Linked DNA regions of Mus musculus: regions 1 and 2 are each linked to region 3. Evidence: chromatin contacts called from public Hi-C and HiChIP or PLAC-seq data. All regions are on one chromosome and are shown on one strand. Each heading gives the region's core, a stretch centred on a gene start, on an enhancer-like site or on the middle of the called end of the contact. The rest is flanking DNA. Distances are from core to core; before and after follow the strand shown. Region 1 overlaps Ryr1 (ryanodine receptor 1, skeletal muscle). Region 2 overlaps Ryr1 (ryanodine receptor 1, skeletal muscle). Region 3 holds the start of Catsperg1 (cation channel sperm associated auxiliary subunit gamma 1).

Region 1 (2,760 bases), core at 257-2,756, 140 kb before region 3:
ATCGGTGTACATTGGTCTGTGTGAGGGTGTCAGATCCCCTGAAACAGTAATTACAGATGGTTGTGAGCTGTCATGTGAGTGTTGAGAATTGAACCCAGGTCCTCCGGAAGAGTAGCAGGTGCTCTTAACCACTGAGCCATCTCTACAGCCTATCCCCTTGTTTTTTTTGTTTTTTTTTTTTGTTTTGTTTTTGTTTTGTTTTTTTTTTTGAGACAAGTTCTCACGCAATCCAGGCTGGCCTCCAACTTGCTATTTAGCCAAGATGGCATGGAACTTTTGATCCTCCTGCTTTTTATCTTCCAAGTTCTGGGACTACAAGTGTGGGCCACCATACACAGCTATGAGGTAGGGTCTTGTCACGTAACTTGGCCTGGCCTCAGACTCAGTACTCCTGCCTCTACAGTGCTGTGATCATAGGTGTGTGTGCCAGGGTGCAGTGTGGCACCAGTTTTGGTTCTACTCTCCGTGAGGAATCCCTCTACTCCTACCAGGAGTCCTTTGCTTCTTCACATCTTGTCTCCCTCCTCTACTGGTTAGGCTCCACGGGTTTGGAACCTGAGGGTGTTTTGGTCATAAGTGTATGCCCAGCATCACAGCCCAGGACCACACCCAAGTGAGCTATATGAATGCTGTCCAGTACCTGAATGCTGAGGTTGAATGCTGATCATGCACACCCAACTCCCTCCCACCCCACCTTGCTTTCTCCATTCCCCCCACCCCCGCCCCCAGGGCTTACATGCGTCTCAGGTGCACAGCGTCCTAGCAGGTCAATCAAGGCAGCATAGAAGGACATGATGGCATGTCCCAGGTGTACCCGGTTTTCTTCAGGGGGCTCCTCACCAAAGCTGGAGAGGAGAAGGTGGTGGTTAGAATCCAGAGACATGGTAGTGATGGCTACCATCCTGGAAAGGGGACAGGGACGGGGACTCACTGCTCACGTCGCCGGTCCCTGCGGACACCCGGCCCATCCCGTGCGGGATCCTCAGAGATTCGGATGGCCTCTTCGATGGCAGCCAGCAGCCCTGAGCCACCCTCACCCCTCAGGGCAGGTCCAAAGCACTCGGGTTTGCGGATCAACAGCCGCACAACCACGTTAGCGTTCTCTTCCACGCTCTCACCTGGCACCCAGAAAGTTCAGGAGAGCTCTTGGGGAACCCCCACGCAATCCCAGAAGCTAACACACTCAAGGGTAATGTCAGGTCCCTGTTGACCTGCAAGTCTACTTAGAGGGACCCCTGCCCAGGAGATGAATGTCACCAGAGGGAAGCTTAGCCAGTGACCCCACAGGCCCCACCCTGCCTCACCGTTGACAAAGACAGCAAAACGCAGGAAGTCGAGGTAGCGTTCGCCCCCACAGGGATTCCATCCGATGTCAGGATACCCTTTGGCCAGAAGCATGGGGCAGCTTTGTAAGCCACACCCTGCCAGGTATGACACAACCTGCAACGTGGAAACGGAGCTTAGTCTAAGACCACTCTCCTCCCCAAGATCCGGTCCTTATCTACCTCACACCCACCCCACAAACATGAGCCAGGGCTTCCTTCTCCTGCCCAACACTGGTCCTGTCTCACTTGTGATAAAGCCCAACAACCTTGCCATGGCCCACAGGACCTCTGTGATGTCACCTCTCGCCACTCAGCCCCCACTGCTTCTGTCCCAGCCATCACCCGTCCTCTGCTGCTCCAAGGCCTCTGTGCTGCTCCTCTTCTGGGGTCCACTGAGCTGCTCACATCATTCTGAGCTTTATGCAAATATTACTTTAGCTTCTTTAACCAGCCTTTGTTTTGTTTTGTTTTGTTTTGTTTTGTTTTGTTTTAACACGGTCTTTCTAATGCAGCCTTGCAGGAGCTCACTATGAATATCAGGCTGGCTTCAGACTCACAGACTCACGCCTGCCTCTGCCTCAGAGTGCTGGAACTGACGGCACGAGCCACCAGGCCTGGCTTATAAATGCTTAAAAATCATGATCGCATATTCCCTGAACAGATTAAGTGACAGAGGTCAAAAGAAGCCGTCTCTTTCCCAGGCCACTCAACAAGGAGTGGAACTACTGACTAGTGTCTGAACTCCAAAGGCTCTGTAGCCCTACTCCTCTATGATAACCAGGGCCACCCGGATGGGAGCGTAGCCCATAGACCTGCTCCCAGCCCCTCTTCTGCAGAGTAAAGGAGCCACTGGCTGCTGGCTGCTCCTTGCAAGTCAGCCCCTTTCTGATTGGGCCCTGGGATGGCCAGCATCAGTCTGAACAGGGTGCTCAGAGCCAGCATGTGCCCACACAGTTGGGCGTGACCAGGTCTCCTCCGGCCACACCTTTTCCAGGTCTTGCTCTTGTAATGCCAAGGCTAGCTCGTTGTTGTCAATGACAGAAGCAGCAGCTACATCCAAGGGTGTGGAGCCCTGCATGCCTGTGGAGACAAAGAGCAGTTAGAGTTTCCCACTCCTTTTTAAAAAAAAACTATTTAAGTGCATCTCTCTCTGTGTGTGTATGTGTGTGTGTGTGTGTGTGTGATGCAGGTAAACGTAGAAGCCAGAAGAGGACACCAGATCCTTTAGGGCTGGAGGTGACTGTGAGTCACATAAACTGAGTTCTGGGATCTGAACTCTGGTCCTTCTGATAGAGCAATAAGCACCCTTAGCCAGTGAGTAATCTCTCCAGCCCCTCTCAACTCCTGACTGTGTCTCCTCCTCTGGGAAGTCCTTCCTGACCACCCCCTTTGCAAAATGTACTAAGTGCCTCTGCTGGTCTGAGCTTTTCCAATC
Region 2 (2,942 bases), core at 5-2,504, 170 kb before region 3:
GTCTTAGATGTCACAGTTGAGGGGGTGAGTTATAATTCTTTCAGAGCTCATGGGGCTAACTCATGGCTCTAGGAATGAATACATCAGTGGGTCTGGCCAACCTTTCTTCCCTAGGGCTGAGACCACTGGCAAGCACATGACCCAAGATAGCAGTTAGAGAATCTTGGATCTTTTATTTAAAACTTTTAGGAAAGACCTGTTTCACACAGCCTGGAGCTGCTAGTGTGGTGAAGAGAAGCCTAGCACCATTTTTTCTCAGGCCCTAACTAAATGATTCTAGGCAGGTGTTCTACGACTGAGTCACACTTCCAGCTCCTTGTATTGAATATCCCTTATCACGTGTGTCTGGAGTACGGCTGATGAATTATCATAATACTTGAAAGTGTGTTTCCACCAATATTTAAAGTTTACAGCAACATCACACGGCCAACTGTACTGAGAAACTGAAAAATTTCAGTTCAATTCCTTTCATAGTCAGATGGCACTCTGGACAAATTAGGAGGTCTCTGCTTTCTTAAGACACTGCTTTGTGGGAAATTATATGGAATACTTGTCTGCCACCTGCCGGACAGTTATTGTACTGCACCAATATATTTGCAATGGTTAGGTTGTGTCTAGCGCCACGTGGTTGCCCGCGGAGCACAAACTCGCATAACTGTACATGGAAGCTTTGACTAAGGCGACCAAGCAGAAGCACAAAATGGATGAGGTGTGCGCGAGGCATTCACGAAGCTGTAGAGGAGCAAGGCAAGTATTCTGGGAGCAGGATCCTTACATCATGGGTACTTGGCACGGGAGTCTTCTGCCGCAGGCAGGGTAAAAGAAGGAACGCTTCAGCCCCAGGTCCTAACCTAGCAACATAGTCCCATCCTATTCCCCAGAGCTGGAAGAATCTGGGATGACCTCATTAGAAGGAAAATGGTATGAACCTGTCCTAGAAGAGTTCTGGACGGGAGGGATGGGCTCCAAAGTCAAACCGGTGGAAGTATAGGTGGGAAATGAGCAGTTTAGTGGGAAAGAGGAAAAAGCATGCAGACGACCAATTCAGAAGGGGTTTGGGCCATAGGGAGCGAACCTGTCTGGAGCATGCGCAGAGCACTAGGGGACCGACCAGTGGGACAGGGGCCGATCAGGGGATTCTAGGGGATGGCTGGAGGGAAAGAGCTGTTCTCAGACGAACTCAAACCTGAGCCAGCTTCATCATCATGTGCGCGAACACGTGCAGGAAGCCCACCACGGCATCCCAGAGGCGACTGTGCGCCAGACTCTGCTGGTTTCCGGTGCAGGGTCCCTGGGGAACAAAGGGTGGCCTGAAGCCTCAGCAGGAGCGCTGGATGCCGGCAGCTCCGCCTCCGCAGGTCCCCGAGTGCGGACCCTACCTGGATGTACTCGGTGAGGCTGTTGAACACTTGTTTAGCTACCGACATGGCTTTGGAGAAGTTTCTCTTTCCCTGTTCCTCGATGACATCCTTGCCCGAGTAATACCAGTAGAAGTCACTGATGGATTCCTGTGGGTCCGGGAGGGCATGAAGGATGCTGGAGCCATGCGAGGTCCCTCGGGCCCCTGGCTCAGGTCCCATGGGGCTGGGCCACCCTTCCTCACCTGCAGCCGCAGGAGGTAGTCCACTGTGCAGATAATGATATTGATGGTGGTCGTGTTCCCAGTCTGTGTCCGTAGGTAGTTTTGGAAATCTGAGGAAATGAAACATGTATTCATTCAGTGAGCGCCTGTGTCTGGGGAGACAATGGTGTCTGCTCATTTAGGGTTAGGATCAGGGTTCATATTTCATGCCTACTGTGTGCCGGAAGTCATGAAATTACCTTTGGAAGTATGAAGTATGTGTGCCACACAGGGATGGAGGGTCACTTAGATATTTGACATTTATCTAAAGACACTGCGGAGGTTCTCCGTGCAGCAAATGCAGTGGGGATTCAGCCCCCCACTTCTCTTTCCTATTCTCTCTCTCTCTCTCTCTCTCTCTCTCTCTCTCTCTCTCTCTCTCCTCTCTCTCTTTCTTTGTAAATTTTAAAAGATTACTTTATGGGCCTGGAGAGATGACTCAGTGGTTAAGAGCATTGGCTGCTCCTGCACAGGTCCTGGGTTCAATTTCCAGCACCCATATAGTGGCTCACAACCATCTGTAACTCCAGTCCCCGGTGATCTGACGCCCTCTTCTGGTCTCCTCGAGAACTGCATGCACACAGGGCCCATACATACTCGATACCCATACACACGAAAAAAAATTTTTTTTTCATTTATTTAGGTATGGGTATGATAGTCCCTGTCATTAATTTCAGCACTAGGAAGACAGTCAGGTAGATCTTTGTGAGTCTGAAGCTAGCCTAGTGTATTGGGCAAGTTCCAGGCCATTCAAGGCTACAGTGAATCCTGTAAATTTTTTCATTTGTTTATTCCTGAGGTGAAGCAGGGGAGGGCTAATACATGCTGGATGCTAATAAGGCTAGAAGTCAGCTCTCTCCATCCACCAAGTGCGTCCTGAGAAGGAGTTCAGGTCACGAGACCTGGCATCAAGTCCTTTATCCACTGAGCTGTTTAACCAGCTTCTCTTTCTGTTTCTCTGAGACAGTCTGGAGAGTGCCTCAGGCTAGCCTTAAACCCTCTTACCTCAGACTCTCACCTACCAGAATTACAACTGTGCTACCCTCACACCCAGCTTCAATTGTTTTTATTTATATTAAATAATTAATTAGTTTAGTGTTTTTTTTCAAGACAGGGTTTTTCTGTATAGCCTTGAGTGTCCTGGAATTAGCGCTATAGACCAAACTGGCTTTGAATCCAGCGATCCATCTGCTGCTGCCTCCTGAGTGCTGGGATTAAAAGCATGTGTCACCATTCCCAGCTTCTAATTGCTTTTTAATTAAGTTTTCCTGAACAAATATTTAATAGATAGAGATAAAATCCTCCATTTCTTTGTCCTTGT
Region 3 (3,214 bases), core at 656-3,155:
CCAATGCACACTCAATAAAAAGAAATAAATCATTTTAAAAAATAATAAAATGAGCAAAGGAAGGCCAATCGAGATGGCACATTCCACCTTTGATCCTGGCAAAGGCAGGCAGATCTCTGTGAGTTCCAAGATAGCCAGGACTCTGTAGAAAGACCCTGTCCTAAAGAACCAACCAACCAACCAACCAAAATAGGCAAAGGAAGGTTGGCATGCTGGCTCATACCTATAATCCCAGTACTTGAGAGACAGGGGCACAAGAACTGTTCTGAGTTCAAGGCCAGCCCGGGTTAAGTAACACTATCCTATATCCTGAAAGGAAGAGGGTGGGGCCAGAGAGATGGCTGACTCAATGGTTAGAGTGTGTAACTGTTCTTCTAGATGACCAAAGCATGATTGCCAGCATCTATGTCAAGCCACAATAGCTTGTAACTCCAATCCCAGGAATTCATCACCCTCTTCCGACCTCCACAGGCAACTGCATGCACATGCATAGACCTATTAAAAATAAGATGAATGCTTTTTTTTTAAAAGAGAGAATAACTACTATTAGACACAGGGTTCTTTTTTTTTTTTTTTTTTTTTTTTGGTTTTTCCAGACAGGGTTTCTCTGTATAGCCCTGGCTGTCCTGGCACTCACTTTGTAGACCAGGCTGGCCTCGAACTCAGAAATCCGCCTGCCTCTGCCTCCCGAGTGCTGGGATTAAAGGCGTGCGCCACCACGCCCGGCCCAGACACAGGGTTCTTATTGGAGGATAATAGGAACGTTCCGGAGAAAGATAATGAGGTTAGTGTGATTGCTTAAGTGAGGTACTGTTTGAACACCCCAGGCTCCTATGTTTGAATGCTTGGTCCTTAGCTGTGGGTCTGACTGAATAGGATTACATATGGCCTTCATGGAGAAGATGTGTCACCAGGGGTGTTAGGCCTTGAGGTCTGCACCATTCCTAGTTCGCTTTCTCTGCCTCCTGCTTGTGGATGGAAGTACCTGCCATGGTGGTCCCACCGGGTTCCCTACTGTGCTGCTCATGGACTTTTGGTTTATAAGTTGCCTTGGTCACAGTTTTTCTGTCATGGAATGACAGAATGGAGCTGAAACGGTTGCCTGACTCTGTAGATACACTAAAATGTACTGATCTGTATACTTTAGAACGACACCTTTAGGGGCTGAGAACAGGGTGGTAGCAGGTAGCAGTGGTAGCATGTACAAAGCCTTGGATTCTGTCCCTAGGCCCCTAAACAAAATAAGAGCTACATCTCAATTTTAAAATGGGGCCCCGTGGGGGGGGGAGTGCTGTGCTCACTTTTTGTCCCTATTGTGTTCTTGTACCTAGTGGGAGACTGAATCTTTAATGCCTTCAGGGTTGGTGGAGACTACTATTAAACTGTATTGAAAAAACACTGCTGAAAATGGGAAACTGGAGACTTACAGAAATCAGCCTACTCATACTGTAAACTCTTACCTGTCCCGGACAGGAAAAGTTGATTTGCAAGTAGTAAGGAAAGCTCAAATAGTTCTGTAAAGAAAGGTGGAGGAAATACCTAGTCACTTGGTGTACTGACTCGAGATCTCTCTATTTACTGACCCCAAATCTCTTTGATACTCTTGATCTCACTTCCCTCACCTCTGACGGATCGATTGGCGAGTCTGTCAACTTTTGGAACACCTTGGCCACTGTATCGATGGGCTCATGATCTTGAAATCGATCCTTGGAGAGATGCAAGCCTACCTTCTCGAACTTGTTCAGGACAAGAAGCCAGGTGCAATGCTGTAAGGTATCTTCCGCCCACGACTTCAACGACAGCAATAGCACTAGCCGCAGTACCCAGAATGCCCAAAGGTTTGGTTTTCTCGGCCACACAGGGCTGACCGGGGACATGGCTGGCCGGGACACCATGTAGCTAGAACCTGGAGAACGTGGGGATTAACACCCACTTGCAAGTTGGCTAGCTGAGGCTGATCTCTAGGAAACCGCTCAGTTCCTGCCCCTTTTCCCACTCTTCTTCCTAGCTCCACCTTTGATCAGGCTTTGGGGCCCCTTACTCTCTGCCCGGGCCCTGCTCTTAGGCCTTGCCACGCCCTTACTCCCAGCTCCTCCCCTACTAATACTCCTCGCCCCGCCCCTGCTCCTACTCTCGGCCCCTCCCCTACTAATACTCCTCGCCCCGCCCCTGCTCCTACTCTCGGCCCCTCCCCTACTAACACTCCTTGCCCCGCCCCTGCTCTTTCTCCCGGCCCCTCCCCTACTAATACTCCTCGCCCCTCCCCTACTAATACTCCTCGCCCCTCCCCTACTAATACTCCTCGCCCCGCCCCTGCTCTTACTACTGTCCCTACCCCTGCGGCTCTTTTCACCCTGCTTCCTAGTTACTCTCTCTCTCTTTGCCCTGGCTTTGCTCTTTTCTGTTCCCGTTCTTGGAACTCCTAACCTACTCTTCGCCAAGTCCCTCTTTTTTTTTCTTGCCTTGCCAGAGCACTTCCTGTTTTCCTTACCACTGTGCCCCTCAGGGGACTTGGCTCCGCCCTCAAAAGGTTCCCCGCCCACACACTGCTCTTCGCCACGCCCCTTTCTTTTCGCTCCTGCCCTGCTCAGGAACCGGCTTAGAGTCTTCTTGTCCTTTCGTGAATCCTCGCCCACACCTCCGAACTCGCTAGGCTCTTTGCCTTGGCTCAAGGTCTGAGTCGTTCTGGAAATCAGATCCTGGCTCTGCTTTCTCTTCTGGCCACGCCCCTGGTCCTGGCTCCGGTCTGGAGTGTCGCGGTAGAGCGGATCTTCACTCTGCCTTCTCTCTTGGCCACGACCCTGGTCCTGGTTCAGGCTCCAAGTGTTGCAGTAGTTCAAATGCTCACTCTGTCTTCTCTCTTGGCCACGCCCCCGGTCCTGGTTCAGGCCCTGAGTGTTGCAGTAGTTCAAATCCTCACTCTGTCTCCTCTCTTGGCCACGCCCCTGGTCCTGGCTCAGACCCCGAGTGTCGCGGTGGTTCGGATCCTCGCTTCGTCTCCTCTCTTGACCACGCCCCTGGCCCTGACTCAGGTCCCGAGTGTTGCAGTAGTTCAAATCCTCGGTCTGTTTCTTCTCTTGGCCATGTCCCTGGTCCTGGTTCAGGCCCCACGTGTTGCAGTAGTTCGAATCCTTGCTCAGTCTCCTCTCTTGGCTACGCCCCTGGTCCTGATTCAGGCACCGAGTGTTGCAGTAGTTCAAATCCTCGCTCAGTC

What was found. A called contact is a pair of places that touch in the nucleus more often than the background predicts. HiChIP or PLAC-seq counts read pairs in DNA pulled down with a chosen protein or histone mark.
Region 1: a Hi-C map of the G1E-ER4 cell line shows a contact between it and region 3, with 2.3 times the contacts expected there. The contact joins the enhancer-like site here to the promoter of Catsperg1 in region 3. A contact is called at or near these places in 1 of 39 promoter capture datasets (liver), 1 of 15 datasets of contacts at CTCF or cohesin (embryonic stem cells), 5 of 484 Hi-C or Micro-C datasets (the G1E-ER4 cell line, embryonic stem cells, liver and 2 more), 6 of 115 datasets of contacts at active chromatin or transcription factors (embryonic basal ganglia, embryonic forebrain, embryonic stem cells and 1 more) and 3 of 9 other capture datasets (adipose tissue, liver and pancreatic islet).
Region 2: an H3K4me3 HiChIP or PLAC-seq map of embryonic stem cells shows a contact between it and region 3, with 21 read pairs. The contact joins the enhancer-like site here to the promoter of Catsperg1 in region 3. A contact is called at or near these places in 1 of 39 promoter capture datasets (hematopoietic stem and progenitor cells), 2 of 15 datasets of contacts at CTCF or cohesin (large pre-B cells and pro-B cells), 8 of 484 Hi-C or Micro-C datasets (B cells, CD8 T cells, centroblasts and 5 more), 8 of 115 datasets of contacts at active chromatin or transcription factors (bone marrow-derived macrophages, embryonic basal ganglia, embryonic stem cells and 3 more) and 4 of 9 other capture datasets (adipose tissue, embryonic stem cells, liver and 1 more).

What each region holds. Positions count from the first base shown.
Region 1 is chr7:29,073,860-29,076,619 of GRCm38.p6, forward strand. It overlaps Ryr1 (ryanodine receptor 1, skeletal muscle), which reads right to left. Exons shown (of 106, transcript NM_009109.2): 42 at 2,311-2,405; 43 at 1,305-1,440; 44 at 932-1,118; 45 at 737-845. Among named protein-coding and RNA genes, the nearest start is that of Gm26604, 3.6 kb to the left of the region's middle. Within about 2 kb of position 1,507, at least 2 of the 459 cell types and tissues checked have an H3K27ac peak or open chromatin away from gene starts, as enhancers often do. A contact at or near this core is called in the G1E-ER4 cell line, where this site is marked.
Region 2 is chr7:29,039,202-29,042,143 of GRCm38.p6, forward strand. It overlaps Ryr1 (ryanodine receptor 1, skeletal muscle), which reads right to left. Exons shown (of 106, transcript NM_009109.2): 85 at 1,604-1,692; 86 at 1,380-1,508; 87 at 1,187-1,291. Among named protein-coding and RNA genes, the nearest start is that of Gm38979, 11 kb to the left of the region's middle. Within about 2 kb of position 1,255, at least 117 of the 459 cell types and tissues checked have an H3K27ac peak or open chromatin away from gene starts, as enhancers often do. A contact at or near this core is called in B cells, CD8 T cells, bone marrow-derived macrophages and 6 more, where this site is marked.
Region 3 is chr7:29,209,020-29,212,233 of GRCm38.p6, forward strand. It overlaps Catsperg1 (cation channel sperm associated auxiliary subunit gamma 1), which reads right to left and starts at 1,906. Exons shown (of 28, transcript NM_001368407.1): 1 at 1,623-1,906; 2 at 1,461-1,514. The coding sequence starts at 1,895.